Linked DNA regions of Zea mays: region 2 is linked to region 1. A link is a contact called in public Hi-C data. All regions are on one chromosome and are shown on one strand. Each heading gives the region's core, a stretch centred on a gene start, on an enhancer-like site or on the middle of the called end of the contact. The rest is flanking DNA. Distances are from core to core; before and after follow the strand shown. Region 1 holds the start of LOC100502346 (E3 ubiquitin-protein ligase UPL6). Region 2 holds the start of LOC100285694 (gibberellin 2-oxidase).

Region 1 (7,321 bases), core at 3,460-5,959:
CAGGTCTTGCCAAAGGCGCCACAGCGAACTCCGCTCCGCCCGACCCCAGGGCTCGGACTCGGGCTAAGACCCGGAAGACGGCGAACTCCGCTCCGCCCGACCCCAGGGCTCGGACTCGGGCTAAGACCCGGAAGACGGCGAACTCCGCTCAGCCCGACCCCAGGGCTCGGACTCGGGCTAAGACCCGGAAGACGGCGAACTCCGCTCCGCCCGACCCCAGGGCTCGGACTCGGGCTAAGACCCGGAAGACGGCGAACTCCGCTCCGCCCAACCCCAGGGCTCGGACTCGGGCTAAGACCCGGAAGACGGCGAACTCCGCTCCGCCCGACCCCAGGGCTCGGACTCGGGCTAAGACCCGGAAGACGGCGAACTCCGCTCCGCCCGACCCCAGGGCTCGGACTCGGGCTAAGACCCGAAAGACGACGAAACTCCGCCTTGCCCGACCCCAGGGCTCGGACTCCGCCCTGGCCTCGGCCGAACGACTTCCGACTCGCCCGACCCCAGGGCTCGGACTCCGCCCTGGCCTCGGCCGAACGACTTCCGCCTCGCCCGACCCCTTGGCTCGGGCTCGGCCACGGCAACAGAAGGCAGACTCAACCTCGGCTTCGGAGGAAACCCCACGTCGCCCTGCCTAGGGCACAGACCGCCACGTCAACAGGAGGCGCCATCATCATCCCTCCCCGAATCGACTCGGGTCACGGAGAACAAGACCGACGTCTCATCCGGCCAGCTCCGCCAGAGAGGCAATGATGGCGCTCCACAAGCTCTATGACGACGGCGGCCCCCAACTCTCTTACGGAAGCAGGACAACATCAGCAGGGACTCGACCGCTCCAACAGCTGTCCCTCCATCAGGCTCCGCCGCACCTCCGACAGCCACGACATCACGCCAGCAGGGTGCCCAGATCTCTCCGGCTGCCACATTGGCATGTACCTAGGGCGCTAGCTCTCCCTCCGCTAGACACGTAGCACTCTGCTACATCCCCATTGTACACCTGGATCCTCTCCTTACGACTATAAAAGGAAGGATCAGGGCCTTCTCAGAGAAGGTTGGCCGCGCGGGACCGAGGACGGGACAGGCGCTCTCTTGGGGCCGCTCGCTTCCCTCACCCGCGTGGACGCTTGTAACCCCCCTACTGCAAGCGCACCTGACCTGGGCGCGGGACGAACACGAAGGCCGCGGGACTTCCACCTCTCTCACGCTCGGCTCCGGCCGCCTCGCCTCTCCCCCCTTCGCGCTCGCCCACGCGCTCGACCCATCTGGGCTGGGGCACGCAGCACACTCACTCGTCGGCTTAGGGACCCCCCTGTCTCGAAACGCCGACATAAATATTGTTCGGAATGAGGTTGTAAGTTCATGACAGAGTAAATAATCAAATAGGGATAAAATAATTAATAAAATTAACTCATGTCTATGATATTTACATATAGTCAATGTCTATTGAGTCCACATATGAGGTGAAAGGGGGAAGAGCGTAATATTTTTTGTTAAGTACGAGTGTCTGGCCGCCGTAAGGTGGCGATCCTTTGTATCATGTCTGGACTTCTTAGGCTTTCCTTTTTTCCTTCTTAATATAATGATGCGCAGTTCTCCTGCGCTTTCAAAAAAAAGTGTTGGATAATACTTCATCTGGGATTTGCAGGCGCACAAGCAATTTTCGTCAAGACCAGGGAGGCAGGGACAAATTAGCTATCCTTAATTCACCAGCTTCAAACGCTGATAAACCCTTCATTTTCCAAATTGTGTGCCGCACATTCCAACTCCCCATATGGCCACATGCATATGCTCCCCTGGAACGCCCAGGCTGCATGACCCACATGCCGCATGTTCCAGCTACCCGCATGGCCATATGCATATGCTCCCCCAAAAGACCTGTGCCTGAGCTCTTCTGCGACTCCCATGCCCGCGCGTCACAGTAACTCCCACACGGGAAGACTTGATGTGAACGACAACAAAAGGGCATGCAGCAACTTGGACGTCTGTGAATCTCAGAAGCTTTTTCCAGACCTAGTGCGCCTCTAAATCCCTGAACGGAGGGAGTAAAATCTAAACAGACATCATATTTGCTATCAAGGTTTGATTGAAAATTAACCCACAGCAGTGCAAGGGAGCAAATTCCTCTTCCAAATTAACCTTCAACGTACCATCTGATCCGGAAAATCGACCTCACTTGAGATGTATCCTCTTCTAGTCTTTCAAGATATCTCATGAGTACATCAAAATCAGAACTATCGCACACATCTGAATGCCTTTATTCTCTTTTTCCTTTCCTGGTCTTTATATTACAATACTACTCCCTCCGGTAGTGATTTAATTGACGTTCTGACGTGTAGAGCTAGGAATCTAAAAGATTGACGTCCTGAGTTTTTTCTCTCATTTGGGACTAAAATACCCTCATTAATTGATCATTACATCCTAAGAACAAGCAGACACATGCACCATCCAAAGTGTCACCCGTGTGCTAGACAAATCAAAACGTGCCACCATGCATAAAAACATAAATACGTGCCACTATGCATAAAACATAAATACGTGCCACCGTACAAACACCACCATGCATAAAATAAAAATAAAGAAAGCATTTTTGGTTTCCTGTGAGTGGGATTCGACGCGCCACCATGCATAAAATTAAAAACACATCTATGGTTTGCTGTAAGTGGGATTCGAACTGAGGTCATAGACATCAAAACCAGTTTCACTAACCACTCGAAGGAAAACGTATTTATGTCTAGATAGTACAAAATCTTATTTATTAGGGGTATGATAGGAAAGTAGACTTCTAATTAATGGCTCTTTGGTCTACGAGATTATGTCCAAAACGTCAATTAAATCAATACAGGAGGGAGTACTTCAATAGTAACTTGTTTGATACTTTATGTCCTTACAATTCGTTATTTTACATTATACAAACAAGATGCAGCTCCAAGATTTCAATTTTGGCAAGGAACAACCTAAGCTCAGCAACAAAATTTATGCATACAACAACAAAAGGAAAAGGAGCATCGTTAAATAATATTATGACACTTACCGCCTTGTTTAACATATTGCAGCAGCAAATTGCAGACATGACAAAGTATAGCTATGTCATTGTCTTCATTTGCATTGAAGAAGAACAGTAATTGCCGAAGAAAGTCAGAATTAGTGCCAAAGATGTTCCTGGTTCAGTAGCAAAAGTAATCTGAGAGCTTGACAATGGAAGGGGTATGATGTATCTTTAAGGTTAGGTAATGATTACCACTCTATCCTCTCGCAATGCTCCCCAAAAGTTGAGCAAAAATTCTTCCGAACCTCTGAGCGGGCCAATTCCAAAGCCTTCTTCCCTCTGAAGAATTTCTGCAGCTTATAATTAGTCAAGTTCCATTTTTTGTGAACTAAAGTGTGGGTATGTCAGCTAATATGAAGGATGCTAGAGTGGTAATTCCACTCACAAGAACCTACACTATCCTGAGGAGGTCTATCATGACAAACAAAACGAAGTAACTGCAATAAGCAGCTTGCCAGCTCATGGCATTGCACCTGACCTAACCGACAAAAGCAAAGGTGAGGACCTTCCCCCACCTTGCAGCGTCTTTCCCTACATTATAGGTTAAAAACAAAAATGAAAATCAAGAAAAATTCCAGCCGTTAATCCACACAAACGAAACTACAAAACGGATAGCCGAATACATGCACAAACATCCCACTCCACTCGCCTCATCAAACCCAGCAATGACAAAGGGGATAGCCGAATACATGCACAAGCACCCCACTCCACTCGCCTCAGACCCAACAACCCGAAAGGAAACTGACAGAACTTCTCTGGCAGTCTGGTTTCCCCATGTTCCGGCCTAATGTGCAGAAATGGACCAAAATAACTTCAAATGTGATTTCATGAGCTACCATAACTTGCCTGGACAGACAGCATGAACACGCTAACTCATCCTCTCACCACACAAGAGGAAAAGGAAAAGAAGCCAAGTTAGCGGTCCATTTTAATGCCGAGAAGCCTAAAGATATATCCTAACACGGAATCCGTCTTCAGCGGTTCAGCCAAAGAAAACCAGCTGAGCCATGAGCATTCACAACCGCCAAAAGGCTCATAGTTGGATTTCAGAGCCCATGAGACTACCGAGAGCGGAGGTAGATAAACCCCTGCACGATCGTACTGCTCCAACGCCTACCCTGAGCCACGCCACGGGCAGCGAGTCGTCAACAGACCTGGATCTTCGTGGCGGAGGTGTTCTGGAGGCGGAGGCCCTGGCGCCGGCGCCGCTCCTCGCGCGTCTGCTCGAGCAGCACCTTGCGGTCCCGCTCCTTGCTGCTCCGCCCGCCGAGGTCGACCCGCCGCCGCGCCGATGGGTCACCGGAGAAGAACATCGCCGCCTCCCTCACCTGCCTGCACCACGCGTCGACGCCCCCCCACCGACCACCGAAATAAGAATCACCCAGCAAAAAATGGTGTGGAGAAAAGGGAAATTGGATCGGTCGGATCGTAACGAGGTCCGGGAGGCGCTAGGGTTTGGGAGCCGGGGAGACTCCGGGATGGGGCGAGCGAGTAGGGCGATGACGAGACGTGCACGCTCGGGGAGGGGAAAGAGGAGTCGAGAGTCGAGACGGTGGGGGCGGGGCAGGGGGGCGAGGCTTTGGGATTTGGAAGACGGGGCGAAGGAGACGGTTCAATTCACGTGATTGCCCCTCCTGCCCTGTGCTCACCCAACTGCGCACGGCGCGTAGGCAATGACGTGGGCGTTATGCAATCAATTTTTACTAGGTCAATTTTTACTAGGTCAACACTCGTGCGTTGGTACGGAATGAACATATTATGATAATTAGGTGAGTGCCCGTGCGTTGCAACGAAAACAAATAGTACTATAATACTGTTATGAGAAAATGTTTCTTAATATATTTGTGATCATATCCATACATAAATTTTGTTATTTTAATTTAGTTGTTTCACTCCTACATTGCAACTATCAATGTGTTACTACGATTTTTAAATGAATTACCTTGTAATTGATTCAAAAAATCTATAGCAAAAATATGTAAGCTTACCAAACTTTAAGAGAATTTAACCGACAACCAGCCTTCATCATGTGCTTTAAAAGTTAAGAAATTAATACATAAGGAAAACATCATGTGCATTACAAGTTAAGGAATTAATACATAAGGAAAACATCATGTGCATTACAAGTGTCCCAGATTAATGATTCTAAATAGAAATTATTACAAGGGGGGTGTCGGCGTTTCGAGACAGGGGGGTCCCTAAGCCGACGAGTGAGTGTGCTGCGTGCCCCAGCCCAGATGGGTCGAGCGCGTGGGCGAGCGCGAAGGGGGGAGAGGCGAGGTGGCCGGAGTCGAGCGTGAGAGAGGTGTAAGTCCCGCGGCCTTCGTGTTCGTCCCGCGCCCAGGTCAGGTGCGCTTGCAGTAGGGGGGTTACAAGCGTCCACGCGGGTGAGGGAAGCGAGCGGCCCCAAGAGAGCGCCTGTCCCGTCCTCGGTCCCGCGCGGCCAACCTTCTCTGAGAAGGCCCTGGTCCTTCCTTTTATAGTCGTAAGGAGAGGATCCAGGTGTACAATGGGGATGTAGCAGAGTGCTACGTGTCTAGCGGAGGGAGAGCTAGCGCCCTAGGTACATGCCAATGTGGCAGCCGGAGAGATCTGGGCACCCTGCTGGCGTGATGTCGTGGCTGTCGGAGGTGCGGCGGAGCCTGATGGAGGGACAGCTGTTGGAGCGGTCGAGTCCCTGCTGACGTTGTCCTGCTTCCGTAAGAGAGCCGGGGGCCGCCGTCGTCACAGAGCTTGCGGAGCGCCATCATTGCCCCTCCGGCGGAGCTGGCCGGATGAGACGCCGGTCTTGTTCTCCGTGACCCGAGTCGATTCGGGGTAGGATGATGATGGCGCCTCCTGTTGACGTGGCGGTCTATGCCCTAGGCAGGGCGACGTGGGGGTTCCTCCGAAGCCGAGGTTGAGTTTGCCTTTTGTTGCCGTGGCCGAGCCCGAGCCAAGGGGTCGGGCGAGGCGGAAGTCGTTCGGCCGAGGCCAGGGCGGAGTCCGAGCCCTGGGGTCGGGCGAAGCGGAGTTTCGTCGTCTTCCGGGTGCTAGCCCGAGTCCGAGCCCTGGGGTCGGGCGGAGCGGAGTTCGCCGTCTTCCGGGTCTTAGCCCGAGTCCGAGCCCTGGGGTCGGGCGGAGCGGAGTTCGCCGTCTTCCGGGTCTTAGCCCGAGTCCGAGCCCTGGGGTCGGGCGGAGCGGAGTTCGCCGTCTTCCGGGTCTTAGCCCGAGTCCGAGCCCTGGGGTCGGGCGGAGCGGAGTTCGCCGTGGCGCCTTTGGCAAGGCCTGACTGCCTGTCAGACTCACTCTGTCGAGTGGCACTGCAGTCGGAGTGGCGCAGGCGGCGCAGTCCTTCTGTCAGACTGGCCAGTGGAGCAGTGGAGTGACGGCGGTCACTTCGGCTCTGCCGGGGGCGCGTGTCAGGATAGAGGTGTCAGACCACCTTTGCGTTAAATGCCCCTGCAATTTGGTCAGTCGGTGCGGCGATTTAGTCAAGGTTGCTTCTGAGCGAAGTCAAGGCCTCGGGCAAGCCGGTGATGTGTCCGCCATAAAAAGGGGGCCTCGGGCGAGACGCAAGTCTCTCGAGGTCGGCTGCCTTTGGCCGAGGCTAGGCTCGGGTGAAGCGTGATCGAGTCACTCGTGTGGACTGATCCCTGACTTAATCGTACCCATCAGGCCTTTGCAGCTTTATGCTGATGGGGGTTACCAGCTGAGAATTAGGCGTCTTGAGGGTACCCCTAATTATGGTCCCCGACAGTAGCCCTCGAGCCTCGAAGGGAGTGTTAGCACTCGCTTGGAGGCTTTTGTCGCACTTTTTTGCAAGGGGACCAGCCTTTCTCGGTTGCATTTCGTTCCGGTGGGTGCGCGCGAGCGCACCCGCCGGGTGTAGCCCCCGAGGCCTCGGAGGAGTGGTTACACTCCTTCGAGGTCTTAATACTTCGCTTAACGCTTCGGCTGGTCTGGTCGTTCCCTCATGCGAACTGGCCGTAGCCCGGGTGCACGGTCGGGGCCCAAGCTCTCGGGCTGGTATGTTGACGCTGTCAACGATTTGGCCGGAGCCGGTTTTTGCGAGAGCAGCCCCCGAGCCTCTGCACAGGGCGAGAGGACGATCAGGGACAGACTCGACTTTTTACATACGCCCCTACGTCGCCTTTCCGCAAGGAGGAGGGGGGGAGTGCGGCATGTTACCCTCGATGGGCACCGAACATGGTGTCTCCGGTGAGCTGCAAGCGGGTAATCCGAGTGGACGTTCGTGCCCCGTTCGTTGGGGGTCGGCTAGGGGCCCAGAGGCACGCC
Region 2 (7,321 bases), core at 3,037-5,536, 290 kb after region 1:
TTTTACCTGGAGGAGATCACCAACATTGACAAAGAACGCTGATGGATCGGCTGGCACCTGAACCCACACCTCTCTGCCGTCGCTGTTCAGAAGCACCTGAAGGCCGTCAACATCGTTTGATCGGAGCAAGCTAAGGATCTGCGGGTCTGAGTGCTCCCCGAATCCGATCCGTGCACCTGCCGACTGGTTCGCGCCATTGCCTGCCACGATCCTGAAACTGTTCTTCATCCTGCACTGACTGTCGTGGTCAAGCTTGTGAATGGCGCATGGTGGAGGGTAGTGGTTTATCCGCAGGAGTGAGTCGCTGTCTGTGTCAGCGATGAGCCTGCTGAAGGATCTGGGGTCCTTGAGCCCTAGCCCCTCTCCGAGCAGGTCCAGGATCTCACATGCGAGCTGCCTCATCGCTCCCACATACTCGTTCACCACATTGCTGCAGCAACAGTGAAGGAAAAAAAAAAAAGCATCAGCATGTGAGAAGACCAATTGGATCAAAAGAATGGATTTATCACGAAGACCAGTTGGATGTGTGCCATGAGCCCATGACAGAGAAAAAAAGGAGACAGAAGAAAGATGAGAAGGTTTTGACTGATTGACGTATATATGAATATGCAGCATAACTCAAAAGCTGCAGCATTGAAAAGACGGTAGCTGCTTGATGCATCTGCTGGGCTATGCAGCAGAAGCAGAATCCAGTCACATGCTATAGGTTCTTGTGATGCATGCATGGATAGCTTGGTGTCACCGATTTTCCAGCGGGCAAATGGGTTTCTCTCGACAGGATTGGGCATGCTCTTTCCACTGCTCCATGGATAGACCCATCAGTGTTTGGAATCACTCATCACTGCCCCTGCTGCCACTCCCACCTCCCTCCTCCGGGACATCTCATTCATCTTGCCATAAAGAGGACCCGTTGCATGTGTGCCTCCTTTTCAATTGCTTGGCTTTATATGGATAGCATGGATATGCTCTTTAGGGGGCCCTGGGGAGCATTTTATTTCCTATCAAGCTTTTGTACTTCTGTGGACCCTACTTGCTGTTACCTATACCTGTGTGTGTGTGTGTGTTCCATGGCAAAATGGCTACTGCAAAGATTCTGATGCCATTTCTGTTTTTGTTCTTGTTGCCAAGCATTTTACAATTATATTAATGTGATCAAGGCAATGAACAACCTCCTACTTCTTAATTAGTTTGGTGCTACATTATGAGTATTGGAACACTGGCAATATATTAATGATTCATGACTAGTTGACAGAGAACAAAGGGAGTTCATTTCGAAGTTCATGTATGTGATGTACATCCTGTGTGGCCATCTAAAAACATCGTTTTCTGTATGGAACTTAGTGTACTTGGCTGAAAAAAAGCTGTAAGAGCTATCCAATAGCCATGGGTTCTGTTGCTAGCCGCATCAATTGGTGGTTGGGTACGGCCATTAATTGAAGACCACTGCACCGCAGATATGTGAGACTGATTGACATGCAAAATACACATATATAGTTTGTTGGAGAGGGACCTGACACCGAGATGGTCTTCTAACTACCTTAGAGCGAGAGAGGAGGGTTTTCTTGTCCCTTTCATTTTATTTGCTCTCAGCCAACTCTATTGAATTAGGCCACTGCATGCCTGTGGCCTGTGTGGTGTGTTAAAGATATCTCATCTGTTATGTTCAGTCAATTGTTATTAAGAATTTACTCGGTCACAAAAAAAAGAACTGTTAGGCATTTCAATGTTTTTCCCAGCATGCATGGACAAGGGCTTCCCTATCACAAGCAAAATGTTTAAGCCATTTTTCAATGCAAAATGATAGCAGCCGATTGCAAGCCTTTCGAATGTTCTTTTGGCAAGGCAATTATACCAAACTTTCATCAGAAAATCGTCCAAGACCATTCTGCGGAGCTGTCAAGTTTCTTATGTCCCATCAGTTTGTGCCTTTTCTTTTGCTTTAGAAACTAGCTACTACCATGTATGCTCTTGAATTGTTGGAACTAACATATCATTGCCCTGCATATTGTGGCATCAATTGTGCCATTATTGCGATAATTATTGTCTTGAAAACCATGTAGTTATGCATTTGCGCAATTTATTTGATGGGGGGCCTTCCTGACTATGACAGCAAAGGGTACTAATTCTACCACGAACTGTACAGGAACATCCCCCTAAAGCTATCATAGTCATGGATAAAAGCTAGCATATTAATTACTAGAAAAACTAGTAAAGTTGAAAAATTATGAGTAAGAATCTTGAATAAACTATCTTTTTTTATCCATTATACTGTTCAGATTAATATGTGTTTGGATTTCAAATGGCCACATTGCTGTCGAACTTTACTCTCTTTTCTGTCAGGGAAAAAATCGCACTATCAATTATCAAAGGATGCCTTCTTAGAAAGTCCAACACTATATGCTTCATGTTGGACTTAATTAAATCTGTATATACTAAAAAAATTCAAGGAACACCTCACAAAATCTACATTTTTTGCAATCCTTTTTAACATTATGTGGATATATATCAGAAATTGGTACAGGACAGCCAAAATTAGAGATAAGCAACAAGAAGGGGAGCAGCCTCAGTTGGAAATTCCAGAGGAGTGCATACATGACACATTGACACCCCAAGTGCTCTTTTAAAATGAGAAGGACGAATTAACAAAACTATACCAAACATGCATGCATGTACACATCATGTCGACCTTAAGTCCTTAACTATAATATTCAGCAAAAGGTTAGTATATATCAAATGCTTGCATCACCTTCCATACACACAAAAGCTAGGAGAACCTTGCAAAAATAAACCTACTCATCTGCTAGCTGCTGAGAGCTTAGCATCAAGCGGGAGACATTCCGACAGGTGTAGGACTATGATATGCAAACCACATCATCTATCACACTATCATCAGCATAGGCTGTTGGTTAATTAAGGAGCACTGCAGGCACAGTGCCGAGGAGCTTGACACCTGCAGGTAGCCATCAACACTAACACACCTCACAAAACCTTTATTGGTTCCTTTCGCCAAAATCTCTATTTCCTCATTTTTACCTTTAGTCATGAATTTTGATTAGTTTCGTCCTTCAACTTTTCAGCAACGGAAAGACAAAACAAAGCAAAAAAAAAACACGGCTAAGCTTAAAAATGAACAAACCAACACAAATAAAGGCACCACTTTAAAATACCGTTTAATTAAACCTCATAATTTACCAAGACCGTTCGAGTGTGCGACGACAGATATATAGGTCTTGTTTGGGACTGTTTCAGCTTCACAAATTTGGTGAAGTTGATGAAGCATGCCATTAAAAGCTTCAGAAAATCGTGAAGTTGAAGTTGCAAACTTTTAGAGATATTTAAATAAGTCATTTTATTTTGTATTTAGATTATTTTTTCAAAACCGTTTAAATTTACATTATACACACCGTAGCTCCATGTTGAAGCTGGAATCCCGTGCCAAACACACCCCAACAGTAGCATACTTGTTTTTTATTACGAAGTTGGAATAACAACATAATACTGATGAAAACTTTAGGTACAATGCAATAGAACAACACAATGTGCATGGTTTATTGGTTTCGCATTAACTAGCCAGCAATCATTTCACGGGTGTATATATATGCTTGTCGCTAAAATCTTATTAGCTAGAAGTACAGCATGCATCAATTTAAATACATGTGTGATTTTTGCACAAAGATGTACACATGCATGGATACATATATAGTCAAGTGGTAGTGTACTGCATACGAGAGTAGTGAGAGTACGTATAGTAGCCGTGTATTTGTTATACCTGAAGCGCGAGGGGTCATCAGTGTCGATGGATCTGGCCCTGTGCGCGACGGCGGCCGGGTTGGCGTGGAGCAGCAGGTACTCGAGCTCCCCGGCGTCGCCGTTGAAGCCGATGCTGCGGCAGCCGTATCCGAGTGGGCTGGGCGGGCCGGCGCGCTGCTTGTTGTGCGGCGCCAGCGCGAAGAACGTCCTGGCGGCGGCGTCCAGCCGTGCGGCGGGGCCTGGCGCCACGCCGTGGTTCACGGCCCGGAAGAAGCCGTGCTGCGCGCACGCGCGCGCCACCTGCCGCGACAGCGCGCCGCGGCCGCCCGGCGCCGACAGGTCCACCGTCGGTATGCCTATGCCGTCGTGGGACGGCGGTGGCGTTTCTTGGCGCACCACCGGCGTCGTGGAAGGCACCACCATGCTGGCGTGTCGTGACGAGCTGAGCTCAGCTTGGCGCGCGCGCGCTGTGTTGTCGTCTTTGTAGTAGTAAGCTGCTGTAAAGGGCAGGCGAGCTTAGACGATGCGGTGCAATGTAGCAGAGAGATGGACACACAACACTGCTATATATAGCGATAAGGAGTGGGATGATGTGTGTATATACTGTATAGTGGGCTGGGAGCCAGCTGAGGGGAGAGTAGCGGTGTCCTTATACGTGTTAGTGACACCTTTTTGAACAGATCTTTTATTTCTTATAAGCCACAACATATAAAACATGGCAGGGTTAGATACATATAACTTATAAACCAAGTAAGTTTTAGCATATTCTAAAAACTTATAAACCAAGTTTTAGCACATTCTAACTACTAAAGTAGGTGCTAAATCAAGATAAGATAGATGATAAGGTGCTGAGATATACACCAACTACAACTTCACTGTAAACTATAAAATATAAGATTGGCACGAGACTTATTTTATCATTATTTCCTTAAGTCTTGTATGGCAGCTTCTAACAAATCTAAATCATCTCAATTTTGATGCGAAATGTGAATCCACTAATGACATGGGTTTGCCATGTCGTGACCTGATGTGAAGGTCTAGATGTCAACTCCTTGATGGTTTGTTCTTCTATTGTTTCTCCATGTGGAATGTTTTTCACCATTAGTCATGTGTTGAACCACTGCTTGTGTTGATTCATTACCCAATCATCCTTATGCCTATGATTTTGCTCGCGAAGCTCACTGATGTGTTGTTGCATAAATGACTCCATTATCGCTAGCTGATGTATGATGTTGTGATGTGCCTCAAGTACTGTATTGTAATCCGGTGGGATGAAAGATTTATGTCTCATCCACCCACTTCCATACAGTTTACCCTCGTGTCGTGACGGAGGCAAACTTATTGCATTTTGCAACCTGATCTTTTAGGATACTATTGCAGAATGGACCTCTGGACTCAATGGCCTCTTCGGTACAGTACCCCTCTATCATTGATGCCTCAGGACGAGCACGAGCTGATACATAGCCATTCATTATTAACATGAAACGCTCATACGTCTACATTTCATGCAAGTATATGGGACCCAGTGCCTCCATCTGTGGCACCAAGTGCACCACAAGGTGCAACATAATATCAAAGAATGATGGAGAAAAACACATCTAAAACTGTGATATTGTCCCCACTGTGAATTCCTGAAGAGATGTCAACCCATCACGATCAATTATCTTTTGTGGAATCCTGTTGAAAAAGTAGCACAACCGTATGATTTCCATCTTTAAGAACAAAGGATTCATTGCCCTGATGGCAATAGGCAGGAATGTAGTCAGCATGACATGACAATCATGTGAGTTGTAGTTGGTGACTGTTAGGTCTTTCATTGATACAATACTCCGTATGCTAGAGCAAAATCTGGATGGGTCTTTCAAATTCTTGAGCCAAACACACATCGCATGTTTCTCATGTACATTGAGATTGTAGCTTGCTGCTGTGAGATAGTACTTCCCATTTTCTTGAAAAACAGGATCAAGTTCTTTTTTATATCTAAATTTATCAAGTCCATGCGTGAATTGAGCCCTTTTTTTATTTTGCCCTTTATGTCTAGCAAGGTGCCAATTATGTTTTCAAACACGTTCTTCTGAACATGCATACCATCGATCGTGTGCCGCACATCTAACTCTTTCTAGTAAGGCAAATAGTCGAAGAAAATAGACTTCTTATTGAATGTAGCCCCCGGAGCTGGTTTGGCATCCTTCCTTTTGTTTCTGTCTTTTGTCTTCTTTCTGAAAACAAATTTGATATTCGTGACTATTTTAAAAACTCTTTGACCTTTATTGTTACCCGATGGAGCAGTGGAATGCAATTCATCATTATTGTCGAAGTACTTATCCATCTTTTGCATGCGATACCTATGTCATTCCAATAAAAAGCGTATGTGCCTCATGTACATTATCTTCTTAGATGCAGAAAGGGACACGTAAGCAGTTCCATCAATGCATACTGTGGAACCAACCTTTCCCTTAAACTGGCTTGATAATGTGAAGAAAGAAGGGTAATCGTTGATCATAACAAAAAGAATTGCCCTCAACATGAATGAATCTTTACGATACTCATCCAACATTTGAACACATGTTTCCTACAATATTTTTATATCCTCCATTAAGGGCTCCAAAAATACATCTATGTCAACTCAAGGTTATGTAGGTCCAAAAATAAGGATGGTTAACAAAATATACTTTCGTTTCTACATCAATCATGGAGGAAGGTTGTAGATGGTGAGGATCACCGGTCATGTGCTATGCTTGCTGCTCTTCTCAGCAAATAGATTCATTCCATCAGTACTCACTGTGAACCTAACATTTCTGAGTTCATCAACAAAGTCTTGGTGGTTGTCATTGAAATCTTGCGACCGCTTCCCATCGGCTAGATGTCGAAGCTTCCCATCGTTTTTGTGCTCATCAGAAGCATGCTAGTTCATATTTTTGGCATCCTCAGGGTTAGCAAACAAACACCTCAATCGATCGACGACGGGGAGGTACCACATCGCCAAAGCAAGAATTATTTTGAGCGCATAATAGTCTACTTCTTATTTTTCTTTGCTCGTGGATTTTGAGGTCTTCTTTTGGGCTTTATTTCGCTTCTTCCCTTTAGACACGAGTGCAATACACTCTTCCTCTCGATTATCTTTATTCGTCTTGTACCTACTTGCACCACAATTTGGGTAGCTCTCCAAGTCTTTATAATCATCACCTCGATAAAGGATACAATAATTTCTACACGTGTGGATCTTCTCCACACCCATAGTGAGCGGACTAATTAATTCCTTCGCATAGTACGTGTTAGCAGGTACTTTGTTCTCCTCTGGAAGCATGTCTGTGATAATGCTCAAGAAAGCATCAAAGCCAACATCAGACAAACCATAACTAGCTTTTAATATCAACAGCTTTAACACAGACCGGAGTGTCGTGAACTCTTTGGTACAACCCTTAGACTCGTCGTACAAAGGCTCTTCTGCTGCCTTCTTTAGGGACTCCATACCTTTCATGAAGAACATCGATGGATCTATACGACAACACAATATTGCCTTTAACAACTCTGCATCTTCCTCATCCATAACATTTGGCAGAACATGAGT

The links. Hi-C and Micro-C count contacts between places; a contact is called where the count stands out from the background.
Region 2: a contact with region 1 is called in a Hi-C map of ear, with 2.9 times the contacts expected there. The contact joins the promoter of LOC100285694 here to the promoter of LOC100502346 in region 1. A contact is called at or near these places in 2 of 25 Hi-C or Micro-C datasets (ear and tassel).

What each region holds. Positions count from the first base shown.
Region 1 is chr6:136,360,448-136,367,768 of Zm-B73-REFERENCE-NAM-5.0, forward strand. It overlaps LOC100502346 (E3 ubiquitin-protein ligase UPL6), which reads right to left and starts at 4,710. Exons shown (of 27, transcript XM_020539156.2): 1 at 4,477-4,710; 2 at 4,198-4,375; 3 at 3,236-3,333; 4 at 3,029-3,156. The coding sequence starts at 4,356.
Region 2 is chr6:136,647,374-136,654,694 of Zm-B73-REFERENCE-NAM-5.0, forward strand. It overlaps LOC100285694 (gibberellin 2-oxidase), which reads right to left and starts at 4,287. Exons shown (of 3, transcript NM_001158585.2): 1 at 3,770-4,287; 2 at 7-430. The coding sequence starts at 4,173.